Regions from separate parts of the Mus musculus genome. Here regions 2, 3, 4, 5, 6 and 7 are each linked to region 1. A link is a contact called in public Hi-C, HiChIP or PLAC-seq and promoter capture Hi-C data. All regions are on one chromosome and are shown on one strand. Each heading gives the region's core, a stretch centred on a gene start, on an enhancer-like site or on the middle of the called end of the contact. The rest is flanking DNA. Distances are from core to core; before and after follow the strand shown.

Region 1 (3,532 bases), core at 241-2,740:
ATGCAAATCCAGAGGCTCACAACCACCTGTATCTCTAGCTCCAAAGGACCCAATGCTCTGTCTGTCCTTGGTGGGCACATACACACAGGAACATACACACAAATAAAAATACATCTTTTATTTTAAGTCAATTCTCTTAGCTTGTTATCTATAAAGTGTGAATGACTTCTCGAGACTGCTACAAAAATTAACTTTTAAATGCTTATAATATACCCCCCAAGTCTTCAACTCCTAATATATTAATGCAAAGTGCTTTTTCCCCCCTAGCGACCTGTGATTCTGGCTCCTGTCAATGTCCCATTTGAACCCTGACCTTCGTTGCATTCATAAACTTTGCTTCACTTCTGCAAACCTTAGCAAAAGTGAAGGGAAAAGAGGGTGGCCTGTTTGTTTATTTAGGCTGGCTTGGAACTTGGAGCCATCTTCAGGCCTAGGCCTAGAGGATGAAGAATCTTAAGATGGGTATTTTTAACCTCAAAAACTACGATCTAGGTCACAGTTCTAAGGAACACAAGAGAAACTTCTCAGTCACCCCACCTAGTCACAGCTGGTCAAGATAAGCAGTCACATGGTAAAGGAAGCTGCATAATTTAAGCTTGAGAGGTCTCAAATCGGTATGGGCAGACTTTCAACTGTCCATGACTTCAGCAGTCAATGCGTTGCTGAGGTAACGCCGGCCCAGGTCGCCAACAACAGTGTAGGTTAAAAGTCTTGTTATGATCACAGCAAAGCACCTACACGTCTTTTTTTTTTTTTTTTTTTTTTTTTTTTTGGTGGCCTCCAAGATGACCCGATCCGGGAGCATCTCAAAGAAAGACGATCTGATGGGCAAGGTTCCCAACAAGTGGAAACCCTACCCAAACAGGGCAAAGTGGGTGTGACCAGAGTCAGACGATCAAGACTCAGGGATCCCTCCTGAAGTTTAAAGAACTGAACAGAACCGGTATCAAAGTCCCGGATCGCCATCCTTTTTAAAGAGGACGGAAGGAAAAAAGACTCTTGGAATGGGGTCCAGGCCGCATCGTCCAGATTTTTTTCTCCCTGTCCCTACAAGCCAGACGCCCACTCCCAGGCAGCCCCTTCCAGGGAGCAAATGAGTCTTCCCCGGCTGAGGTCGGGCCCCCTTCCCAGACAGACACGGCTCCTCCGCACCGCAGGCACCCGGGGCTGGGGGTCTCCTTCCGGAAGCGCCACCAGCGGGCGACTCCCGCCGGGCCCCGCGCCCACCCCGCCCGGGCGCGAGCCGGGACATCCCTCCTCGGAGGCCGGAACCGCGCGCCAGGCCCCTCCCACAGGAAGCCGCCGCCCCCCGGCGCCCGCCCCGCGCCGCCCCCGGCCCCTCGCGCCGCCCGCCGCCCCCTGGCTGCCCCGCGCCGCCCGCTCGCTGCCGAGCCCCCCAGTGCCCCCGCGCCACCTACCTGCCGCGGCCACACCAGCGGCGCCTAACTCCGCTCCACTTCCGCCTTCCAGCGCCCGCACTCGGGCCGGGTCACGTGGGCGTGCGCGGTCACCTGACCCGGAAGAGGCTGGCCGGGGCGCGCAGGTGCGGACCACCTAGGACCCGGGCGGCGAGCGTTTGACCCGCTCAGGGCCGGGATTGCAAGGATCACCCGGGCTGTGCCCGAGCAAACGTATAAAATAAGGGCTCACCGGGCCCCGGGGTCTTTATGTATGCCTTTGGAAGCAAGTACAGTTGTTTTCCCGCCATGGTACAGGTGGGAGAAGACCATCCGATCAGTTAAGTCAAGTCTTGAAGGAGTTGCTGGATAAAAAACAGTACGCTCCCCCCCTCCAAACTTGAGTGTCAGATAAACCGTGTAACTCTAAGCATGTCCCCAAATTTGCAAAGGATGTTTTGGTACCACAGATGTATACTGATCAAACTTGAGCATCCCATGTAATGTCGTTAGCTTGTGCCAACTCTGTAAGGCCTTGTTCTCAGTTCTAGAAGTATAAATGCCCTGGCCTTTGTAAGGCATCTGTTGTTCCAAGAAGCAAAACTGGAAAGAGGGACGGGAGTGGAGCATGGGACATGACACACGACAACCTGACACCCTTTCAAAACTTCCGGAGTCCCTACGTGTCTTCCCCATGGGGAACCAACTCCCATCCCCCCCCCCCCGCTCCCCTCCCCTACGGAGTAAACTGAACATTATGAATTAACAAACAGGGAATCTATGTAAGTAACCCTGGCTGACCTGGAACCCAGCGCTGTCCTTGGCCACCTGATTCCTGGCATTGTAGACATACCTCACCGTAGCCTGGACAACAGAAACTTTCTGGGTTTTGCAAGATTGACAGTTGAACGTGACTAGTCCAGGGCGTCCCAACTGACCTATGTTCCCAGCCATTTTGCTTCCTTTCTGGTTTTTATTTGGAACAGGGTCTTATTTTAAATGCTCCAACTGGCCAAGAACTTTTAATTCCATTGCCTTAGCTTCTGAGTAGTTAGGATTACCAGTTTATACCATTGGGGTGGAGGGTTAGGGGTGAGAGAGGAGACAGGTGGGGCAAGATTTTATGTAACCTAGGCTGGCATCCACCACCGAGTTAATTGTTCTGATTACCTGGATTTTTGTTGGGTTTTTGTTAACTGAAATATTACATTTTCATTTGTATTTTATTACATAGATGTTTCTCTTGAAGTGTATCTGTGTACCACCTGTGTGTCCGGTGTCTTTGCTGTGGGGTATCTACCAAGAGAAAGTCTTTATTAGCCACCCTGTGACTACACTGGGTGTTCAGGATCCCTGTGTAGTATCAAGCCTTTCTCGGGGCGAGGTTTTAAGCGCAAAATTCGCGTCCTGGGTCGACATGCTCCAGTTAGCAGAAACAGCAACAGAACTACAGAAGCCAAAAGGCGAGATGAATGCATCTAGAGACTTTCCCAGAACTGGGGACTTTGGTGGATTATGTCTCTGTTTTCTTTCTTTCTCTCTTTCTTTCTTTAAGATTTTATTTATTTATTATTATAAGTACACTGTAGCTGTCTTCAGACACACCAGAAGAGGGCGCCAGATTCCATTATGGGTGGTTGTGAGCCACCATGTGGTTGCTAGAATTTGAACTCAGGACCTTCGGAAGAACAGTCAGTGCTCTTACCCGCTGAGCCATCTCACCTGCCCCCCCCCCCCCCCCCCCGTCTCTGTTTTCATGTTGGCAGGTGGTGCTGTCTGTGTGCTGAGTTTTATGGCCACAGTGGTACTTCCATCATGGAGTCAGTTCGTAGTGAATGAGTCAAGTCATGGACTCACCCTACTCTGAAGAGGTGTAATTGGCCAGACAGTGGTGTATACCTTCAGTCCTAGCACTCAGGAGGCAGAAGCAAGGGAATTTATGTGAATTGAAGGCCACCACTGGTCTACAGAGCAAGTTCCAGGACAGCCAGGGCTACATAGAAAAGCTCTGTTTCAAAAAAAGAAAGAAAGAAAGAAAGAAGTGTAGTTGGTCCTAAGGACCATTAATTTTACTGGACAGATACACTGATAGGTAACCGGCCACATAATTTAAGATGCACGGCCCTATCATTCCG
Region 2 (3,674 bases), core at 1,050-3,549, 3.0 Mb after region 1:
ACTGGCCTTGAATTCAAGCTCTCCCTCTCTCGGCCTCCCCAGTGCTAAGGTTTTAGACTTGTGCCACCACACTGGGTGGCTTTAACAAGCATCAGTGCTATCACCCAGCCTTTATTTTTAACCTTCTTTTGTTATGAATTGTCAAATTCTCTGTTGAGATTTGCATTCCCTATGTCTGCACCATCCTCCCCCCTGATATTCTGGCAAGAAAAGAAAGCTACTATATGCATTTGTATCTGGTGCTATCTATCTTCTCGTTTTGGAACAGGTCACATTAGAGAATTTGTGTTCAATTAGAGTCATCAGAGAGGAAGGAGCCTCCCTAGAGGAAATACCTCCATAAGATCCAGCTGTAGGGCATTTTCTCAATGATCTATGGGGAAGAGCCCAGCCCATTGTGGGTGCTACCATCCCTGGGCTGGTGGTCCTGGTGGGGATTTAGCTCACTGGCCCAGAGTGTTCAACTCTAGTGTCCTGTTATGACTTCCAATCTTGCTTGCTCTTCCCTCCCATTTTCCTTTTTCCAGTTTACATTCAAGTTGGCAAACTACATGCCCATTGTTGCATCCTTTAATTTATGCTGCTAATTTTTAGCTGAACCAGAATCACTGTATTTTTCAACTGAAACCTACTTAAGTGATTGCTTTTCCTGCCATATCACATTTCCTTATGGTATTTATCAACACCTTGTAAAGTTACCCTGCTTCCTTAGAGAACAGCAAAAGGCCATACCTAAAGTTACCCCTGATCAGCACAAACCTGTCTTTCTTTTCTCCATTACTTCTCCCCTTTTACATCCAGTCTCCCCACTACCTTCTCCACTCAAGAAAAGCAGTCACAGCTGCTTGTTCTGCTGTGAAATATTGACTCTCTGAAAAATAGGATTTAAAAAAGCAAAAAAAACAGAAACCTTGCAGGGCAGTGGGGGCACTCCTAGCCCTCCAAAGGCAGAGGCAGGTGGATCTCCGAGTTCAAGGCCAGCCTGGCCTACAGAGTAAGTTCGAAGACAGCAAGGGCTACACAGAGAAACCCTGTCTCAAACAACAACAACAACAATAAAATTGGTAAAGCAAAGCCAAAAGTATTGTTAACTGTGGTGGTAAAAATCATTCACAGTTTAATAAAGTCTACAAAGGAGGAGATGAAAAACAACATTCTGAGGATTTGTGATAAACTTTCAATGAGCATCCTGAAAATTAAGCCATATAATAGTTGAAGAAACATGGCTGGAGAGATGGCTCAGCGGTTAAGAGCATTAACTACTCTTCCAAAGGACCTGGGTTCAATTCCCAGTACCCACAGGGCAGCTCACAACCATCTGTAATCCCAGTTACAAGGGGTTCAGACACTCTCTTCTGCCCTCCACAGGCATTGCATACACATAGTGGACAGATATGCAAGCAGACAAAGCACCTATACACATTTAATAAAAGTAAAACTAAAAGAGTAATGACTGGAAGTGGCAGGATACCACCTCTAGAACTGGGTCTTGGGGCTGTTTTGAGACAGGGTATCTTAGGGTTAGTGCTGTGATGAAATACCATGACCAAAAGCAAGTTGGGAAGGAAAGAGTTTATTTCATCTTACCCTTCCAGATCATAATCCATCATTGGAGGAAGTCAGGACAGGGTCTCAAGCAGGGCTAAAACCTGGGGGCAGGAACCGATGCAGAGGCCATGGAGGGGTGCTGCTTACTGGCTTGCTCAGCCAGCCCAGGCATGGCACCACCCACAATGGCATTTCTTCAATTGAGCTTCCTTCTTCCCTGATGACTCTAATTGACACACAAAACTAGCCGGCACACAGGGTCTCACTATGTAGCCCTGGCTACCCTCGAACTTGCTATGTAGACCAGGATGGCTTCAAATGTATAGAGTTCCTCCCGCCTCTGCCTCCTGAATGCTGGGATTAAAGGCGTGTGACACCATGTGCAACCATTTTAAAATTAATTTTTTTGAAGTAGGCTCTCACATAGCTCATGCTCAACTTAAACTTACCAAGTAGTCTAAGACTTCTGATCCCTCCCCCTCCCCCCCTCCCCGCCCCCACCAGCTGCCCATTGCTGGTATGACAGGACATGCAAATATCTATGTCCAGTCATTTTTTTGTGGATCTTCGTTCATGTTTGGCCCATTTTCTTTTAAACTTCTGAGCTGTAGTTTCCTCACCTCACTTATTAAGAATTAAACAAGATTCAATGAGATCGCTTTATAAATATGGTTGTCTAGCTTGAGTTCATTCCAAAGCTTGGACTTGCCGCATCAGAGGCTGCCCTGCAGGGGTCGCCAGCGCGCTCTCGGTCTGGTGGCGTCCGCGGCTCCACCTCCCGCGTAAGGCTGTCCGGCTGGCTGCCTGACCCAGCAACGTCCCTAGCTGCGGCGATCCCACGTCCCGCAGACGCACGAGGACACCGCGGGCCCGTCGGGACGCGCTGGATAACGGAGCTTCTGCGGCGTTGCGGGCGGGCAGCGCGGCCCGGCCGGGGTCCTTGCGGGTCCTCGGCGGGCCCGGGGGAGGGCCCTCTTTGTGGCTGCAGTTGGCAAGATGGCGCCGGTGGGGGTGGAGAAGAAGCTGCTGCTGGGTCCCAACGGGCCCGCAGTGGCGGCCGCCGGCGACCTGACAAGTGAAGAGGAGGAAGGCCAGAGTCTATGGTGAGGAGCGTATAGAGCCGCAGATGGCGCGGCCGGACCGGGAGCGGGCCGGAGCGGGCAGGACCGTGGGCAGACATTGATGGGCAGTCGTGGGCCGAGCGGTCCTAGGCGGTCCCGCGCTGACCACTCTTGTCATTGTCGCCGCAGGTCTTCGATCTTGAGCGAAGTGTCCACCCGTGCCAGGTCCAAGCTGCCGTCCGGCAAAAACATTCTGGTGTTCGGTGAGCAGCGGGGTACTGCCCTGGGGCGCAGGGGTGGGTCAGGCGGCGCCCCTCCCACTGGTTCCCAGGCTTCTCCACCCTTAGCGCCTGCTTGTCGCTTGCCTGCCTGGGAGGGCACCCTGGACTCTGGCAGGGTAGCTGCTGAGTCTCCAAGCCCACACCTCTACTGACCCCCTAGAATGCAGCTCCGTTTGGAGTCCAGTGATGTGATGTGGGCTTGGGGCATTGGGGCACATTCCTTCAGTCTTTTGGCTGAGCCTTCTTCAGCCTTGACTCGGTTCATCGGTTAGCCTTGTGCTCACCAAGTTGAGGATGTGGAGGAAGGAAAAAGAGGATGTGCAGGCTGGATGGAGAAGATGAGGGAAGTAGGTGACCTGGACTGGGAAACTGAGGAGATGGACGAAGTCTTTTCTTCAGTCTTCATGGGCAGGCAGCAGAGCTTGGGAGTCAGCCCCAGGAACTTTCTTGCATAAATCCTGCCCTCACTGCTGGGTTGCCCAGTCAGTCATTTAACCTCTCTGGCTTCAGTTATCTCCTTCAAATGAAAGGGATTATATGCGTTCACCTGCAATGCTGTTTGTAGAGTAGGAAATGAGGGCTGAGCAGTGGGACAGTACAGACAGTCTTAGACACCCTGAAAGAATCCCAGTGGAGCCGAGGCAGATGTGTGCGTGGTTGCATCGCATCTCTCATGTCAAGAGCAGACTGCTGTGGGCGCATCACACTGCTTGATGTGTTGAGAGAGCGCTTGTGGAATCAGGTATCTTGAAGGGTAATTGCCTAGGTGCAAGCACATCAAGAT
Region 3 (3,644 bases), core at 808-3,307, 2.4 Mb before region 1:
GAGCTCAAGGCCAACATAGTAAACTCTAAGTCAGTGTCAGACAATAGAAGTTGAACCACTACCAGTTACTGAGTCATGTTCTTGCCTCGTGCAGATCAACAATCAGCTTGCCATGGGGTCACAAAGAGTACACCCCACATCCATACTACCTGTGTATTATGGTTACATTTTATGACAAATAGTCAAGGATCTAAACTTACAAAATATTTTTATATTTATTATATCATTTGTTCTGTTCTTTCTTTGGTTTTGAGTCAGCATTTTGTTATTCATATTGGCCTGAAATTGCTACTAAACTTGATACTCCTGTTTCTGCCTCAGGAGTGTTGGGGTTGAATGGTATGCACCACTATGCCTAGCTTATGTGTTGCTAGAAATAAAACCCAGGTCTATGCATGCTAGGCAAGCTTTCTACTACTAAGTAAATTACATCCCCAGCCCTCCTCGGGTCACACTGTGAGTAAGGTAGAGATCATGATCCCCATCTTGCCTATAAAGAAATTTACTTTTAAAAAAACTCAGCAATTTGCTCAAGAGCACAAGGTGACAGGTCAATACCTCAAAATTACACTCACAGATAAAATGACACATCTACTAGGATTTGTTTTAAAGTACTCCAGAAAAAGAAGTAACAGAACAAACAAAAAGGAAAAAAAAAAAATCCCAAATCTGGGGAGACAGAAGTTAGAAGAAAAAGGGGGCGGCAGGAGGTGGGGGCAAAATGTGATCATTGAAGAATACATGAATGTTCAGTGATCTGGTTTTGTGTACATGACATTTTCTTTTTTTTTTTTTTTTAAAGATTTATTTATTTATTATATGTAAGTACACTGTAGCTGTCTTCAGACACTCCAGAAGAGGGAGTCAGATCTTGTTACGGATGGTTGTGAGCCACCATGTGGTTGCTGGGATTTGAACTCTGGACCATCGGAAGAGCAGTCGGGTGCTCTAACCCACTGAGCCATCTCACCAGCCCACATGACATTTTCATAATCAAAAGCTTTTAGCAAATCCCAAAGCTTCCAGGTAAGGGTGTGGTGGAGTTGGCAGAGTGCTTGTCTAGCATGCAGAAGGCTTGGGTTCAATTCCCCAGCACTGCCTAAATCATGCATGGTAGTAGACACCTATAATCCAAGCACTCAGGGATGAGGATGAAGAGTCAGGAGTTAAAAGCCGGCTTAGAATACCTGAGACCCGGGCTGGCAAATTGGCTCAGCGGGTAAGAGCACTGACTGCTCTTCGGAAGGTCCTGAGTTCAAATGCCAGCAACCACATGGTGGCTCACAACCACCCATAATGAGATCTGACGCCCTCTTCTGACGCGTCTGAAGACAGCTACAGTGTACTTAATGAATAAATCTTTGGGCCTGAGTGAGCAGGGAGACTGAGTAAGCGGAGTTGACCTGAGCAAGTGGGGCAACCAGAGCAACTGGATCAAGCAGAGGTCCTAAAAATTCAATTCCCAACAACCATATGAAGGCTCACAACCAGATGTACATGTACTCATATACATAAAATAAATAAATAAATCTTTAAAAAATACCTGAGACCCTATCAGAGACAGAAGAACAGAAGGAAGGTTGGAAGAAAGACAGGAAGGGAAGAGAGGGAAGAAAGGGAGAGAAAGAAATAGTAAAATTTCAATAAGCAAGGCATTAAACAATTTCTCACTGACATTAAGATGCTTAATAGTTAATCTATTTAAAGAGTCATTTCTTTAATAATAAACTATAAACACAGGCTTCAGGATAAAACATTTGTAAGCAAACTGGTATGCTGCATATGTAGTATATAACAGAAAAAATGCAAAATGCATGTGAGAACACAGCCACTATTTTGATCAAGAACGGTGACTACCCAAAGCCCAGACTATGTTCAAAAAGTAAGCTTTTACTTAAAACTCAATTCATGGAGAAAAGTTACCTAGCAAAGCATGGTGGCTCAGCCTGGAATTCCAGCACTAGGGAAGCTAAAGTTGAGGATCAGTACAGGTTCAAGGCTAGATACTCTCAAAGGTCAAGCACAAACACTACTGGAAAGAACAGGAGTAGAGCTGAGTGGTAGAGAGCTTGCCTAGCATGCACTAACGCCCTGGTTAGCCCCAGCACCTATAAGAGCAGGGAAGCTCTCTGCTAGAAAAGTGTTTCCCCACAAGCACGCAATAGCTCTACAAAGCAAACAAAGACTGTTAGAAAAGCTTAAATCTAGTCCAAGAGCATGTACATAATCTAACTTGGAAAAAAAAAATCAAGACCTTAAGCTAGGTAATCAGTCACAAAATCACAGAAATAAAGTCCATGCCACCAGCATGATTTTTTATTTTTAAGCTCCAGGACAATTTATTAATAGAGTTTGAAGAAAAACTCCAGAAGGCAAGCTGTAAATCTTGACAGCAGCCTGGAGGAGAGAGAAAAGAGACAAAAAACATGTTGATTGAGTTAGGTCAGCATGGAGATAAGTCACATGACAGATGAGCAGCATGGTGACCAGGAGGAGAGCTGCAGAGAAACAATACAAGGCCTAAAGCAGAGAGTCAGTCACACTTGGGCTCAGGCTAATACCCAAAAGACAAAAAGAAAAGGCGAAGGGCCAAACTCAGCAGAACTTCATGAGGGCTCTAGCGTGAGTGCAGAGGGCAAGAATTCTGGGGAGGAAAAGTATCTTATTGTGAGGATACTTATATATCTCCTACTACTTAAGCATAGCTTAAAGCAGGTACTCAGTGACTGACTTGCCCACTCCAGTTAATTGTTAAGGGACCAGACATTCTCAAGGGAAATGTAACATTCCCACCTATTAAGATGTAACCCTAAAAATGTTTAGGAAATGAACTAAAGTTGAGGGATATAACTCATCTCTACATGACAATCTAGAAATCTGGTTCCAAAGCTTTTCACGGCAGAAGGTATTAATATCTAGGCCGAAGGTTTAGCCCCTTCCCTCACAGATAGGATCCAGGCAGGGATACTTAAGAAGAGACAGGAAATCAGAGCTCTCTTCTGCTATTTCTAGCCAGAGAACCAGGGACACGTGTGAACTACTGCTTCCACTGTCCCTGACTTCAACTGCCCGTTCAGTTGCTCTCTCCTGTTAATATCTTTGGTTTACCCTGTCTTTAGAGAACTGAAGCAATAAATGAATCTGATGTCTTCCTGGAATAGGTCTCAGATAATAAGGAAGTTGGGGTATCCCTGCAGTGAGTCCATCTAAGAGACTGACCATAAAAAGCCAGTGAAGAAAGAAGTCCTTGGCTGGTGAAAGAAAAGTGTGAGAGAAACAGTTACTAGAGTTACAAGACCCGGACAGAGAACTAGAAGCCAGAGCAAAGTACAATTTAAATGCCAATAGGTTTTTATGGAACAAATTTCCGGTCATGGATGCTAAATATATCATGTATAAGAACAGAGAATTAATTAGTTACCTATTTGACTCACTCCTATGGTGTTGAAGTTTCCCCTATACTAGGCTATCTACAGCTTACAGAAAAGCAACATTTTTTTTCTCCTGAGTTGTTACAACTTACTACATTAGTTGATATCTTTATATACCATAATATTAACAGGCTCAGATTGAGAACAAAAGTTAAACTCAGGTGGGGGAAAAATTGGGTAAAAAGCCAGTGAAATGTCTCATCTGGTAAAGGC
Region 4 (3,387 bases), core at 145-2,644, 2.8 Mb after region 1:
CTGGTCTCACAGAATTCCTGTGTAATTTGTATTGGTCATTGTTGTTTTGTTTTGAGACAAGGTCTTACTTTGTCACCCTGGCCAGCATGAAATTCACTGTGTAGGTCAAGCTGTCCTCAAAATCAGAGATCTGCCTGCTCTGACGTTCTCAATACCTCATGAGATTAAAAGTGTGTGCACCATGTCAAGATTTCACAACGTTCTGTAAAGACTTAATAAAATACGACACTTCTGAGCCGTCACAGTGCTATCACGCCTTTAATTCCAGAATTCCGGAAGCAAAGGTGAAGAGGCAAGCTGATCTGTGAGTTCAAAGCCAGCCTGATCTACATTGCAGACTGTTACTTTGCTTGACAAAGTAAGCCCATGGGAATGGGGGGGGGGGGTTGAAACTGGGAGTGTGGGTGCACGCCTTTAATCCCAGCACTTAGAAGGAAAAGGCAGGCAGAATTTGAGACCAGGTACACAGAGAAACTGTCTCAAAAATCAACAAAAGGAGGGAGCCACTATTTTTGTCCTTGGGATACATTCTGTACAGATTTTTATATCATTGGGCCAACTACTGTGAACATGATTTCCTATTAAAGGCAATGTTTTCAGTGATAGTACTATTTATGGTTTTTGGCATAAACATTCACAACTACTGGTGACTTGGAGCTTGTTTCCACTAACCTGGTACCAAATTACATGGCATTTGCAGTCACCTTTCCCTTACTTATTTCCAAAACCAGTAGGTCAAAGGGTATAAACGCACTGTCAAACCGATTTCCCAAAGCCAATACCCATCCCGCTGAACTTGGGACAGATGAGGTCGGACAGGGGCAGATGGCCTCAGACGCCCCTTGACCCTGCAGAAAGGACAGGCAGCTGTGCGCAATGAAAACCATTCGCCTCCAATGGGACAGAAAGAATTTAGCACCCCTAAAGAAACCAAGTCTCTTGATTTCTTGGCTGGACCGCAAGGCTCTAAGAAATCCCAGCCCCCGTTTAGTGGCTGAGCCTTGGCTTTCCAAGGTGTAAGAATCCAGTTGCGACGTCCAGCTCACCGGTGCTCCAGTACTAAGGAAGCTGGTGCAGAGAACCGGCTAAGCAGTCGTCTCCTCCACCAGTGCGCGGGCCCACGTGGCGCGTGCGCGCGAGTGGGGTGACCATGACCAGGGGCCAGCTCGTCCCGCCCTCTCACCTCATCCCCCTCTCCGCCCCATCACCTGAGGTACCCGTAAACTAGGCTAGGGAAGGCGTCCGCACCCCGAATCGTCCCCTTCCTTACCTCGTATCCTCGTCCTCTCCTCCCCAGCTGGCGCCGCTGGCACTCGGCGGATCCTCTCGGCTCACTCTGGTCCTGAGCACAGTTCCGCGGTTGCTGCGACTGGGTTTTACTTCCCTGGAGAGGCCCCCAGTCGAGGAACCAGCACCAAAAGAAATATCCCTCCCGCCATTCCTGATTGGCTTATCCTTGGAGGCGGGCCCTTGACGGACATTGAGATTACCCAATGGATGAGGAGGGCAAAAGGAAGGCAGAGGGGCGGGGCCGGGAGGGGCCACCCTGCACTCTACCCCCTGGGGTTACCCGTGGCTTTTGTGCAGCCGCTGCGCCAGTAGGTCGTCACGTGGGGCTCTTCCCCAAGCTTCCCTTATCACCACACCCTGCAAAGCCAGAACCAAGAGACCTCTCCAGTTCTTTACAGTTCATTCTCACATAGATTCCTCCCGGGTTTTGTTCCGTTCCCTCCAAGCCTCTCTCCAAAGTGCCACATCTTTATTATCTTTGGACACCTATCTTGAAGGCTTTATGGACACTCTAGGTTCTACTTGCCCTGACCTTATCTTCCAGTCAAACCTGCTTTTCTTCCTAAACCAGCAATGGCTTCGCCGGCCCCAGAAGACCCAAGTCCAAACACCAGGGTCAATTTGATGCTTCCCTTACTGTCACACACTTTAATCCTGTCATTCCCACCTCCTAAGTCCCTTCCCACCCATCCATTTGCCAATGCCAGACTCCAAAGCCTTTAAGGCCCCCTACTTCCAAATTACACTTAGTCCCAACCGATTTTCCTTCCTTTACAAACAGCTAGAAGGAACCTTCTAATACTCACATTTCTGATCTAAAGAGTTCATTGGCTCCTTACTAACCACCATTTTGAATTCTCAATTACATTGGCCTCTTAGCGACAAGTGATGTTAGCCGCACCTTTACTTGTTGGTAGCTTGGGAGAGCCAGAACCAGAGAGGTCCAGAGCTTTCCCTCCTTGCCTTCTGGTCCTAACAATAGCTGAGTCTGGTCTTCACCTTATAATGTGTGAGTCAGTAGAGTCCTTTCTTGAAGTCAAAGAGAGATAAGAGATAGCAGAAAGGTCTGAGAGTGCTGTCTCTGGAAAGAAAGGCAAGCTGGTTTACCCAAAGTCACGTCTGAGGTAAAAGTGTTCCTGCTGTATTTCTGTGATGTGTCCCCTTACTGGGCCTCAGGCCTCTCAAGGAGGTGGTTGCTTGGGAGTGTTTTGTTTTATTTGTGTTTTTGAGGTAGCATCTCACTAGGTAGCCCTAGCTGGTCTAGAACTAGCTATGTAGAACCGGCTGGTCTCCAATGTACAAAGATCCACCTACTTCTGCCTCCCAAATTCTGGGATTAAAGGCGTTTGCTAAATCCCTGTTTTTGTTCTGGGTTTTGCTTTGGTTTTGTGATACTGAGGATTGAACCTAGAGCCTCCTGAATACTATCAAACACTATCATAGATAGATCTTCGTTACTCTACCCTGTCCCCCTCTCCCCTCCCATCCTACCCTACCCCTTCCCCTTTTTATGCCTTGAGACAGATTCTCACTAAGTTGTCAAAGTCAATCTTGAACTTATGTCCTCCTGCCTCAGCCTCAGAAGTAGCCCTGAGGGTGTTATATAGGTCTGCACCCTGTCTGGAAGTTGTAAATCAGAATTTGTACTAAGTTTCTTCTGGACACTGTGGGGTCTCTTTCAGGCCCATACTAAAAACCAAGTAAGTAAATGGGCAGGAGAGAACAAAGAGGCATGCTTTACTGTGCTGTACTTTTAGTTTGTTTTACAAATACTTTATCTGATTGCATAGAAGGTTATCCTTCAGAACAGGGACAGGAAGTCGCTGCTGCAGTTTGAAATGAATATAATCAACATTTCTCCCTTCCTTTTCCTCCCTCCAAACTCTCATACGCCTCCTTCTTCAAATTCATGGCCTCTTTTTTTCACTAAATGTTACTGCATGCCTCTGTGTGTGTGTGTGTGTGTGTGTGTGTGTGTGTGCGTGCGTGCGTGCGTGCATGCGCGTGCACATTCCTGAATATAATCTGCTCAGTTTGTATGTTACTTGTATGTATGTTTTCAGGACTGACCATTTGACACTAGACAACCAGTTAGTG
Region 5 (3,682 bases), core at 942-3,441, 2.9 Mb after region 1:
ATATATATATATATATATATATTTTTTTTTTTTTTTCTCTCTAGGCTGGTCTCTCGTAGGTTACAGGCTGTCCTCAGCTTCTCCCCAAACTATAGATCCAATGTCTCCGGATAGAGATCAGTAAGGATGGATGAAATAACAGACTTGAACTGGGTCTGACTAGAAATGTCAGAGTATTTTTTTTTCTAATTCTTACATTGGGCTATTTACCTCCCCCAATCCAAGCCTATTTCTTCTCTCTGTGTGAAGCAGGTTGAGCATGTCAAACCCTTTAAATACTCGTCTTTTCTGTAAAACACTATAAAAGTTTTGCTTACAAAAGGGAATTAAAAATCATTTTGCCACCCCACGTTGTGACCCCATCCCCTCACACATGGGGTAAAGCTTGCTCCTACAAAGGCCCTGCTTCATTCTTTTCTCTTTTCTTTTTTTTTTTTAAAGATTTCTTTTTAAAATTTATTTATATGAATACACTGCAGTTGTCTTCAGACACACCAGAAGAGGGCATCAGATCCCATGACAGATGGTTGTAAACCATCACGTGGTTGCTGGGAATTGAACTCAGGACCTCTAGAAGAACAGTCAGTGCTCCTAACTGCTGAGCCATCTCTCCATCTCCCCTGCTTCATTCTTTTAACCGAAGTGACTACAGCGATAACCTCTTTAATTTTTCTTCCCCTTTTCTTTCATTTCCTTTGCACCCATTCTTTTAAAGGGCTGGGGAGAAGGCTCAGCAATTAAGAGCACTTGTTCTGCGGAGGATCCAAGTTCAGTTCCCACAGTGAATATTTCACAACCTCACACATACATTTAAGAATAAGTTTTCCTCAAAGGAGAGGTGGCAAGATGGCTCAGCAAGCTGGAAGATTTGGGCTTATCCCTCGAACCTGTGTTGAAGAGGACGAGAAGTGACTTCTGCAAATGGTCCTCTGTCCTCCACGAGTGCATGATGGCATTCTTGCACACACACCAATCAATAAACATTAAAAAGTTGTAAGAAGTGCATGCTCTGAGGTATCCTTGTCCACTTACTAACAACTGAATGCTTCTCAAAATCACACAGTCGCAGGCAGTACAGCACCCTCGGCCCCTGATGTTGTTGTTTCCAATTACATTTGTCCATCTTTCCTTTCCTGGGGCCAAGGTGTATGCAAGGCTATGTAGTGAACTTTCACTTTCACTTTTGACCTTCTCACATTCCCTGGGTGTATTTTATATCGCTCACGTTTCACCTGTCTAACTGGAGAGGGAATGTGACAACTGACAGACATGCACAAGCACATAATGAGCTGGGAACGCCTAACGCCCCTTTTCTCCCATCAGTTGGGTTCCATAGGGGTTGGGGGAGGGAGGTCACAGCAGGGTGTCCCCTCACCTTGTGTCCTAACACTGTGCCCAGGGGAAGTGCATTTGTTAGCACTGCAATATTACTGTCAAATGGAGCCGTCTCTTTGGTCCCTCACCCCACAAGGCTGGAAGGATTTTATGTGTGGATGTACACTCATCATGTGCTGGGATAATAATCTCAGGACGTGCAAGTGCATCTGGCAATCATGAATCTGGAGACTCCTCTAGGATTTGGGATAGAGGAAAGCAATTCTTACTTGTCAGCAAGCCTCTTCTTCCCTCTTGTCCTCAACTTGCTCATAAGCTCCTTCCTTAGCATCGGCCACCAAGGGACAGTCATCCTGTGTCACATGAATCGATGATAGCTTTAATTTCCTCCTTGTTCATGGGCTTCACAGGCAACTCTGGCTGCTTCTCAGACACCCTCCCGTCCCCCAAGTCCACTTCTCATTTGTCTCCTGATGCCGTTTCATCTCGTTCAAAACCCCCTTTCCCTTGCGTCACCACGGGGAACAATTCTTGGAGGGAAGCCGTGGGGTGGGGCCCCTCTGTCTACCCATCAGGGTAGCTTCTCTATATAGAATACTATATACAAGTATGCTGGTGTATTGTTCCTCTTGGAGGAGTCTCAGGAACGGTGAACTCACCCAGAAGAGGACTAAGGTTTATCAGTGATAAGGATTATCACTCGATTTAAAAGTCGGAGTTCTCCACAATTACTGCAGGTAGAGAGAGAGAAACATTCTGTGGAACTCAACCTCAGGTTTCCCCCGGCTTCCCAGTGACGCGTGCGCAGTGCAGCGTCGGCGCCCCCTACTGGCTGCGCGCTGGAGGAGGGCGCTTAGTGCGCCTGCGTGAGGCCGAGTGGGTGGCGGCCTCCTTAGGCGGCTTTGCTGTTCGCGGGCCAGGCGCGGCCATGGCGCAGCCAGGGAAGATACTCAAGGAGCAAAAGTACGACCGGCAGCTGAGGTGAGCCGGGGTTTACGAGTGAGCAAGCCGGCCAGGCTGGCGGGCTCTCCTGACACCCGCGGGGCCTAAGTGCCTAGGCCGGGTAGGCCGGCCTCCCACGGGCCTGCGGCTGCGGCCGGCCGTGCAGGGCGTGGGGAGCCGGCGCTCTGGGATCCGGCCACTGGCCCGAGTGTTCGGCGAAGGCCGGCTCGCCCCTTCCCGCACGGCTGGCTGTCCGCGGTTTGCGGTGCGCGGTGTCTCCGCCAACCCACTGGGCTGCACAGTCTCGGCAGGCCCTCCCTACTCGTTCGCTAAACGAGGGGGGTGGGAGCACCCCATCCTGCCCGACCGCCGAGCGCTGCGCCCCGGCAGGTATTGGTCTACGCCCGCGCTGGCCAATAGAAATGCGTCATGCTAGCTTTATCGGAGCAAACCGTGTTCGTAATTACACATTTTCCAGTAGGCACCTTTCAAATAAAGTTAAAAGAAGCTAGACATGGTAATCCCAAGGACTTGAGAAGCAGAGGCAGGTGGATCGGAAACTGAAAGCCAGCCTGGCCTCCATTGGAAGACCTTGGGAACCGGGAGAATAAAGAGACAGGAAAATAAGTTTTGCTACTAGTTCTCCCCACCCCTCTCGTTTATATAGAGACATGGTCTTAAGTAGGCCAGTCTTGAACTCAAGCGCCTACGTCCCAGGTCTCAAGTGCTGAGATTGAAGATGCTCACTGCCCAGCCAGACTCAAAAATAAGTTTTTGCTCCCCCACCCCACCCCTTTTTTTTTTTTTTTTTGTCTTTTACCTTTGAGTGGCCGCCTGGACTTGCAATGTAGAGCAGACTGCGCTCAGACTTGATGCAATCCTTCTGCCTCTTTTTCCCCAACAGCTGAGATTATAAGTGTGGACTATTACACCCGGTTTATGAAGTATTGAGGCTGGAACTCTGGACATCATGCCTGCTTGCCAAATTGAGCTACATTCCCCAATCCCAGAATCAAATTTGACAGTGTTTATCTAACCTAGTATTCCAAAACATTACAATTTCAACGTAATTATTGTTAAAATTACCAAGCTATTTTTGTTGTTGTTGTTCACAGAGTCTTATAAATCAGGTATCATACACATTTTAAAAATGTCTTAATTCATGCCAGCTGCATTTCTAGTACTCAGAAACCATTTGGACAGGGCACATCTAAACCATCCGGTGGATTCTTTAGCTATTTCTCCTTCCTTGTCTCTTCCCACCTTCTTCCTTTCTTATTGAGTATACTCTGTGTCAGCTAAGTGTATCAAAGTGTTGCCATCCCCTCGCCTCTCTTAATCTCAAGAGAACTTACCCTGTGTCCCTAAGGATGGAGGTTTCTCTTTGTATTGACTACCTAGCTCT
Region 6 (3,223 bases), core at 532-3,031, 2.4 Mb before region 1:
ACATACCAAGGTAGTCACTTAGTTACCAAGACCCATTCTAATTTTTTCTTAAGAGATCAATGTGGTTTGAGAGTCCCTGTACACTGGAAACTGGGTCCCAGTGTGTACATGGTGCAGACAGACAGTGGGGCAGAGTCCCAGTGTGTTCATAGTACAGACAGTGGGACTGGGTCCCAGTGTGCTCATGGAATAGACAGTGAGGCTGGGTCCCAGTCTGCAGACAGTGGAATCTTTAAGACACGGAGCCTTGTAGGTCATGGAAGCAACACTGGTGTTGAGAACTCAACATGTGCCATAAAACTGAGGTATGTTAAAGGAGCAAGAGATCCCTGCTTCCTGGTGTGACCCCTCCTTTCCCTAGTGTATACTCCTGCTGTACGATGCTATCGACCACAAGGCCCTCCCCAGAAGCTAAGCAGTTTGGTAGGCTGCCACATCATGGACTTTCAGCCTCTAAATCTGCAAACTAAAATATTTTTTTCTTTATATAATATAGCCTCAGAAATTCTGATCATAACAGAAAATAAGTATGACTATATAAAACAGCTTTTTATTTAAAAAAAAAGGCTAAGGTATTTAAAACATGAAGCATACTTACAGACTGAAAACAACTCTGTTATTCAGAAGCCAAGTCATCATATGATCTATGACACTTCTACCAGTCGGGTGCTAAGCATTCTGTATCATTAGCACAACATGATTCAAAGCAGCGATTCTCAATCTCCCTAATGCTGCAACCATTTAATATGGTTCCTCATGCTCTGGTGACCCCCCCACACACACACACACACTCACACCATAAAGTCATTTCACTGCGACTTCATAGAGATGTTATTTTGCTACTGTGATGAATTGTAATATAAATATCTGATATGTGAGATGTCTGATATACACGCTCCAAAGGGGTTACAATCTACAGGTTCAAAGGATTTCTGCAATTCTCAAGAGTTCATGAGATCCAAACTGCTTTCCTAATCCTAACATACTGCTGTCACCTGGTGGGAAGCTGCCTGTCCACACCCCAGACAAGGCAGCGGCACTGTGTCACTCCTGCACAGCTGAGGTAAAAAGCAAGGATGGGGAAGGAAGGCAGCCACAGCTACACTGACACACAGCTGTCTGTGATTCTGTCCCTCAGGATGCTGAGATCAATCAGAGGCATACTTTCTAGACAAACAGGAAGAGGAATAGCTCATATTTGTTGCCAACAACATAATCCAAGCTTTGACGTAAAAACTAGAGTTTTGGAAAACTTCTATCATCACCACAAACTTGACAGTTTATAAATAATGACGTGGTGAAATCAGTGACGATACTAATCTATGACATTTTAATATTTTAAGCTGAAACATTAGTATCTAAAAGATCTATATAACTTTGTCAACATGTTTTTCCCAAGTGGTTCTACTGTGGTGATATAACTTAAGGGGAGAATGAGACGCTCAAGGGATCAGGCATATTACTGCCCACCTCAGCTGGTGATGAGGTCAGTCTTCAGAACCTACAAGTGTAGAAAACCAATCCCCCCAAGTTCTTCTCTGACACCCACACACTCAGCCCAACACACACACACAAAAGTAAATGTTTATAAACATTTTTTTTAGCTGGGTGGTGGTAGTGGTGTCAGCAACAGAGTACAACTTTAATCCTAGCACTCAGGAGGCATAGAAAGGTAGATCTCTGAGTTGGAGGCCAGCCTGGTCCCCAGAGTGAGCTACAGGACAGCCAGAGCTACACAGAGAAACACACAGAAAAAAAAATTCTTAATGTTAAAGTGTAACAGAGCAGTGAATTGTTAAACTATTAATACATCAGGCAGAGTTTCACAGTCCACACTGTCCTTCACTGTTAAGAAGTGGCTACGTGTTCATTTTTAGCATAGTAGCAAAGAATACTGAGTTATTAAAAAGCCATTCTGAGTTCGAGGCCAGTCTGGTCTACAAAGTGAGTTCCAGGACAGCCAGGGCTACAGAGAAACCCTGTCTCGAAAAACCAAAAAAAAGCAAGCCATTCTTCGACTTTTCATGCTGCTGAGACTGAAAAGCAAAACTATATCTACCATGGGGCTGTATATCCAGATCTGTGTTTATTTTTCTTTTGAAGCAAAGTCTAAGTTGCTATGTGTAGCTGCTTACATTTTGCTAATCTGAGTCCCCCAAAATTGTTTGCATGAGAAGATCTGGAAACCTGCCCGTAGTTAACTCTGATTGGCAAATAAAGATGCCAGCAGCCAATATCTGGGGAGAAGAGAGAGGCGGGATTTAAAGTTCCTGGGCTTCCTCGAGGAAGCAGGAGTGAAGGAGAGACGCCATGTCTTAGGAGTGTGCAAGACAGAGTCAAGAGCGGCCATGGGGTAGAGAGGCAAGGAGAGCAGCCTAAGCTCTGGACCAAGAAAACATGGCCCAGAGGGTTAATTAATTGAAGTTAAGAGTAGCTGAGATGAAACATAGAAATCAGTAGGTAGTAACTAGGTAACTTGGTGGGAGGTAGATCCTAACAGCATGGAAGTTTGGCAGTTGCCCAGCTATTGTGCTTTTTTTTTTTTTTTTTTTAAGATTTATTTATTTATTATATGTAAGTACACTGTAGCTATCTTCAGACACTCCAGAAGAGGGTATCAGATTTCGTTACAGATGGTTGTGAGCCACCATGTGGTTGCTGGGATTTGAACTCGGGACCTTTGGAAGAGCAGTCAGCGCTCTTAACCACTGAGCCATCTCGCCAGCCCGCTATTGTGCTCCTTAAGGCATATTAACATACAAAGACTGTGTGTGTGTCTTTCATTCAGGAAAGTAGCAGCCCCGTACTGGGATTTATTAATATATTAATACTACAGCCCAGATCCAACTTGAACTTACTCTGTAGCCCAGGCAGGCCTCAAATTTACAATCCTCTGGCTGCAGCTCTGGAACACATAGGATTATACACCATGCACCTACCTACTTTTCCCTTCTCCACATTACACTTGCTAAATGTTCTCTACCTCTACCAGTCAATATTCTACACGAATATTGTCCTCCTTTGGATACAGTGAAAAAATATAAAATAATCTCACTCTTTACACAGGAATTTTTTGTAATTTAGAAAATATTGTTTACTTATAGCTAGGCACATGCCTATAATTCTAGCATATACCAAGTTAGATTGAATTGCAGACTGTCTCCCCCACACAAAAAGAAAAATCATACAATTAACACAATAGTTCGTTACTACTCTCTAGGGG
Region 7 (3,596 bases), core at 229-2,728, 2.4 Mb before region 1:
TTTGAGTAATTACACTTCGATTTATGCTTGAGTAAATTCCAGTGTAGGTAACAGTGTAGGTAACAGTTATGAAGTTAGTCTAAAGTAAACTATGCATTAACACTGGGAGGTGCCAGAAAATAAAATTTCAGTCTACTGAGTATTGGTTTTATGAATTCACTAAGTACAACAAATAAATTTTTCTGCTGCTTCCATCTTTGTGCTACTTTACTAATAATCTTAATAAAAGGAAATATTACTCAACAACAATCTCATTTAATTACTTAAGGTTTGCTTTTAACATTAAGTATCTTCGATGTTTGGCAGACTGGTTTCGAAACACATTAAATCTTAATTTTCTTCCCCTTCTTTGGCAAGTTTTAAATCCTGCCAATTGCTCTTCTAGAACTCTAGAGGAATTCCATTCCACTATTCCAGTTCGTTTATATACTGAACCTACAGAAAAAAATGTCTCTGCACTATTTCAGAGGTTAGTAGAGAACTCCACCCAGTTAGCCACCTTTTAGCCATCTCTGCTGACCTCACCTCAGCTCACCTTCTGCATTCTTCCTGCATAGAAACTTCTTGTCATCACTCACCTTCAAGGCTCCACTCCCCTTTCCCCTGCATCTGTTTTCCTATCCTCCTACTCCCCTGATTCTACCAAAAAGCCCCGCTTAGCTGCCTGTTGCATAACGGCTCCCCCACTGCCTTCTCCCCGGATTGTCAGCCAAGCAGGAGTGCCCCTTCGGGCTCTGCTCTCCCACCCCCGCCCCCCAAACCCTGCAACACGCCCAGCAGGTCCACAGGCAGCAGATCCTCCGGGACTGTCCCCCGAGCGGGAAGCGCGGGGTGTTGCGTCTTGGAGCCGAGAGCCGGTTCGGAACTCCCGCAGCCAGTCCCGAGGGCAGCGTGGCCGCTCCCGCCGGCGCAGCCCGCGCACACCGCGGCGCCTGGCCAATCGCCGCCGCCATCCTCCAGCTGGGGTGATGTCTTCAGGTGTCCGCCGAGTCCTGCGTACTCGCCGCCTGACTCCCGCCAGGCGCGGCCGGCCCTCGGAGCCCCCCGGAATCCGTCCCGGGGCCCCGGGCTAGGCCCAGCGAGGAGACTGAGGTCCCGGGGATGCGGGGAGGAAGGAAGGTGGGGGCAGCGGCTGCCCGAAGGCGTGGGCCTGCCGGGCGGCGGTCAGGGATGGACAGCGCCGGGGACCAGGGCGGCGGAGGCCAGGGCGGGGGCGCGGCCCGGAGGCCCCACAGCAGGCCCGCGGCGGCCCGGCCAAGTGCAAGCGGCCCAGGGACGCAGGGCGGGGGGCGCCCGCCGCCTCGGGCAGCTTAGCGAAGGCGGCCACAGCCCTCTTGCTTCCTCCCTCTCCCTGCCGTCTCACCTTTAGGACCCGAATCCCTCCGGGCCGGCGAGGCGCCGCCGCTTCAGGTGGCTCCGGGGGCTCCAGCGGGCCCGCGGGCACGGGCTCCACCTCCCCCATTGGCGGCCAAGGATTTACAGAGACGCCCGGCCCGGCGCGACAGCGCGAGCCTCGGAGGCGCGCGCGAGCAGCGGGAGGCCTCGCCCCTCCGCCTAGACCCCGCCCCTAACCAAGACGCTCCGCCCCCTTCGGTCCCTCCCCGACCCGCTGGACCTGCGTAGTCGTCAGCCTGGCGAGGCCGGAGTAGAATTGTGGGAGGCTGGCGCCACTGCAGGCGGAGTAAGCCTCTGCTGCGCTCCACCCTGAGCTCCTAGGACCAGGGCGCAGGGAGAGCAATTTGGTACTTTCTGGATCCTCCAAGAAGCGGCCAGAGGAAGTGACAGGTAAGGCCTGCACCTGTTAAAATAGACAAGATACAACCCTCCACCATGGGCGGCGCTGGAATTCTCCATCCAAGACGCTTCCTGCTCCCAAATGTGTCTTGTCCCCTGGCACCCACTGGGGGTGAAAGAACTGTTGCTTATACTCACCTCTTAGGGATAGCTGGCGACCTTCTTCATCAAACCACCTCAAGTACACTAAGCTTTCCAGGCACAGTTCAGTGTCCTTTTCCTGTAATCAAAGTATCAGATTTCCTTTCTCGTCCTCAACCACTCAACCAGTAACATGGTGTGTAAGCCCGCTTTCTATTTTGCAAGTCTTAATTCACCTATTTTAAAAGCTGACTCTTTTTGTTCCTGGAGTGAAAGATAGTTTTGTGGTTAGTGGGCCAAATTATAAGTCTGCCTAATTCCAATTCCAAATCTCAATTGTACTCTTTTTTTTTTTTTTTTCTTTTGGTTTTTCGAGACAGGGTTTCTCTATGTAGCCTTGGCTGTCCGGGAACTCACTTTGTAGACCAGGCTGGCCTCGAATTCAGAAATCCGCCTGCCTCTGCCTCCCAAGTGCTGGGATTAAAGGCGTGGGTCACCACACCCCGTTAATTATACTCATTATTAGATCTATACATTCTATACATGTACAAATTACTTGATCTAATTCTTTCGGATTTTTTTTTTTTTTGAGACAGAAAATTACACATAGCCCAGGCAGACCCGAACTCACTATATAGCCAAAGCTGGCCCTGAACTTTTAGAGTCTCCTGTCTCCACCTCCCCAGTGCAGATGTGCACCACTATGCCCAGCTTCAGGTGGGTCTTCCGTGTTGTTATGGGTATTAAGTCTATGCAACACAACACGTGTATGACTGATGATAGAGGCCAGAAGACAGTGTCGGATCCTCTGGACCTGGAGTTATAGATGGTTGTAAATTGACAGGTGAACTCTGGGAGTTGACCCTGGGTTCTCTGGAAGAGCAGCCAGTGCTCTGAACCACTAAGCCATCTCTCTAGACCCTTGCGTTGGTTCTTAAGGAGTGAATGAACTAGATTAACATCTGCCTGGCCATTATCAAGGTGGATTGGACAGAACAAAGAGCCTAACTCATATTAAAGATTCATAGTAGCCACTGTAATTCTGAAATTCTAGGTTTCCCAAAAGGTGATTAGCATTAAACTGCTCCTACATTTTGTAAGAAGCCTTCTAGATCTCTTCATTTTTAGGGCTTCCTCTCTTATGTATGTGTTGAATATTCAGCCAACTTGTAAGGGATTAAAAAGCAAAACAACTTCTAAGATAACCGGGCAAAGGGTCACTTATTACCCATTGCTTCAGTTTGGCCTGTGCAACTACTTGTCTGGAGTATTTTAACTGTAGGCTTAAAAGCAACAGCATTCGAGATAGACCTGGCCCGCCCTGTCTTAAGATGTTTTGTTCAATTTGGAGCTAATTGACATGTCAAGATAAAACTTTGCGGGCTGGCTAGATGGCTCAGCAGTTAAGAGCACTGACTGCTCTTCCGAAGATCCTGAGTTCAAATCCCAGCAACCACATGGTGGCTCACAACCACCCATAATGAGATCTGACATCCTTTTCTGGTGTGTCTGAAGTCAACTACAGTGTACTGACATATATCAATATATAAATCTAAAAAAAGAAAAAGAAAGATAAAACTTTGCTTCAAAGATTCTGCCTCATACAAATCATTTCTTCTATAAAAGGCGTTTTTTTTGCCTTCCTCTACCACAGTCCCAATCTTCCTTTCTTTGTTTTCTTTTACTACAGTAAGCATGGTTTCTCTCTGTGAAGTTTAATA

The links. Promoter capture Hi-C pulls out the DNA fragments that hold promoters and counts their contacts. A called contact is a pair of places that touch in the nucleus more often than the background predicts. HiChIP or PLAC-seq counts read pairs in DNA pulled down with a chosen protein or histone mark.
Region 2: a contact with region 1 is called in a Hi-C map of CD4 T cells, with 4 times the contacts expected there. The contact joins the promoter of Dync1li2 here to the promoter of Wwp2 in region 1. A contact is called at or near these places in 2 of 39 promoter capture datasets (liver and pre-B cells), 1 of 484 Hi-C or Micro-C datasets (CD4 T cells) and 1 of 9 other capture datasets (liver).
Region 3: a promoter capture Hi-C map of liver shows a contact between it and region 1, with 4 times the contacts expected there. The contact joins the enhancer-like site here to the promoter of Wwp2 in region 1. A contact is called at or near these places in 6 of 39 promoter capture datasets (the 3T3-L1 cell line, the C10 cell line, hippocampal neurons and 2 more) and 2 of 115 datasets of contacts at active chromatin or transcription factors (extraembryonic endoderm stem cells and kidney).
Region 4: a promoter capture Hi-C map of liver shows a contact between it and region 1, with 6 times the contacts expected there. The contact joins the promoter of Pdp2 here to the promoter of Wwp2 in region 1. A contact is called at or near these places in 2 of 39 promoter capture datasets (liver and pre-B cells).
Region 5: an H3K27ac HiChIP or PLAC-seq map of regulatory T cell precursor shows a contact between it and region 1, with 19 times the contacts expected there. The contact joins the promoter of Nae1 here to the promoter of Wwp2 in region 1. A contact is called at or near these places in 2 of 39 promoter capture datasets (liver and pre-B cells) and 1 of 115 datasets of contacts at active chromatin or transcription factors (regulatory T cell precursor).
Region 6: a contact with region 1 is called in a promoter capture Hi-C map of liver, with 3 times the contacts expected there. The contact joins the enhancer-like site here to the promoter of Wwp2 in region 1. A contact is called at or near these places in 4 of 39 promoter capture datasets (hippocampal neurons, liver and stem cell-derived epiblast-like cells).
Region 7: an H3K4me3 HiChIP or PLAC-seq map of pro-B cells shows a contact between it and region 1, with 7 times the contacts expected there. The contact joins the promoter of Phlpp2 here to the promoter of Wwp2 in region 1. A contact is called at or near these places in 6 of 39 promoter capture datasets (the 3T3-L1 cell line, cranial neural crest, hippocampal neurons and 2 more), 4 of 115 datasets of contacts at active chromatin or transcription factors (embryonic forebrain, forebrain, large pre-B cells and 1 more) and 2 of 9 other capture datasets (adipose tissue and embryonic stem cells).

What each region holds. Positions count from the first base shown.
Region 1 is chr8:107,434,328-107,437,859 of GRCm38.p6, reverse strand. Wwp2 (WW domain containing E3 ubiquitin protein ligase 2) reads right to left here and starts at 1,490. Exons shown (of 24, transcript NM_025830.4): 1 at 1,419-1,490.
Region 2 is chr8:104,441,672-104,445,345 of GRCm38.p6, reverse strand. Dync1li2 (dynein, cytoplasmic 1 light intermediate chain 2) reads left to right here and starts at 2,299. Exons shown (of 13, transcript NM_001013380.2): 1 at 2,299-2,651; 2 at 2,799-2,872. The coding sequence starts at 2,545.
Region 3 is chr8:109,798,989-109,802,632 of GRCm38.p6, reverse strand. All of the region lies in intron 1 of Ap1g1 (adaptor protein complex AP-1, gamma 1 subunit), which reads right to left. Among named protein-coding and RNA genes, the nearest start is that of Ap1g1, 22 kb to the right of the region's middle. Within about 2 kb of position 2,057, at least 46 of the 459 cell types and tissues checked have an H3K27ac peak or open chromatin away from gene starts, as enhancers often do. A contact at or near this core is called in kidney and liver, where this site is marked.
Region 4 is chr8:104,589,479-104,592,865 of GRCm38.p6, reverse strand. Pdp2 (pyruvate dehyrogenase phosphatase catalytic subunit 2) reads right to left here and starts at 1,394. Exons shown (of 2, transcript NM_001024606.2): 1 at 1,271-1,394.
Region 5 is chr8:104,533,146-104,536,827 of GRCm38.p6, reverse strand. Nae1 (NEDD8 activating enzyme E1 subunit 1) reads left to right here and starts at 2,191. Exons shown (of 20, transcript NM_144931.3): 1 at 2,191-2,316. The coding sequence starts at 2,264. It also overlaps a transcript of Car7 not described here.
Region 6 is chr8:109,822,304-109,825,526 of GRCm38.p6, reverse strand. The region is part of intron 3 of Ap1g1 (adaptor protein complex AP-1, gamma 1 subunit); the gene reads right to left. Among named protein-coding and RNA genes, the nearest start is that of Snord71, 15 kb to the left of the region's middle. Within about 2 kb of position 1,781, at least 4 of the 459 cell types and tissues checked have an H3K27ac peak or open chromatin away from gene starts, as enhancers often do. A contact at or near this core is called in liver, where this site is marked.
Region 7 is chr8:109,866,485-109,870,080 of GRCm38.p6, reverse strand. Phlpp2 (PH domain and leucine rich repeat protein phosphatase 2) reads right to left here and starts at 1,478. Exons shown (of 19, transcript NM_001122594.2): 1 at 1,364-1,478. The coding sequence starts at 1,462. It overlaps Gm17344 (a long non-coding RNA gene), which reads left to right and starts at 1,551. Exons shown (of 4, transcript XR_003947453.1): 1 at 1,551-1,785.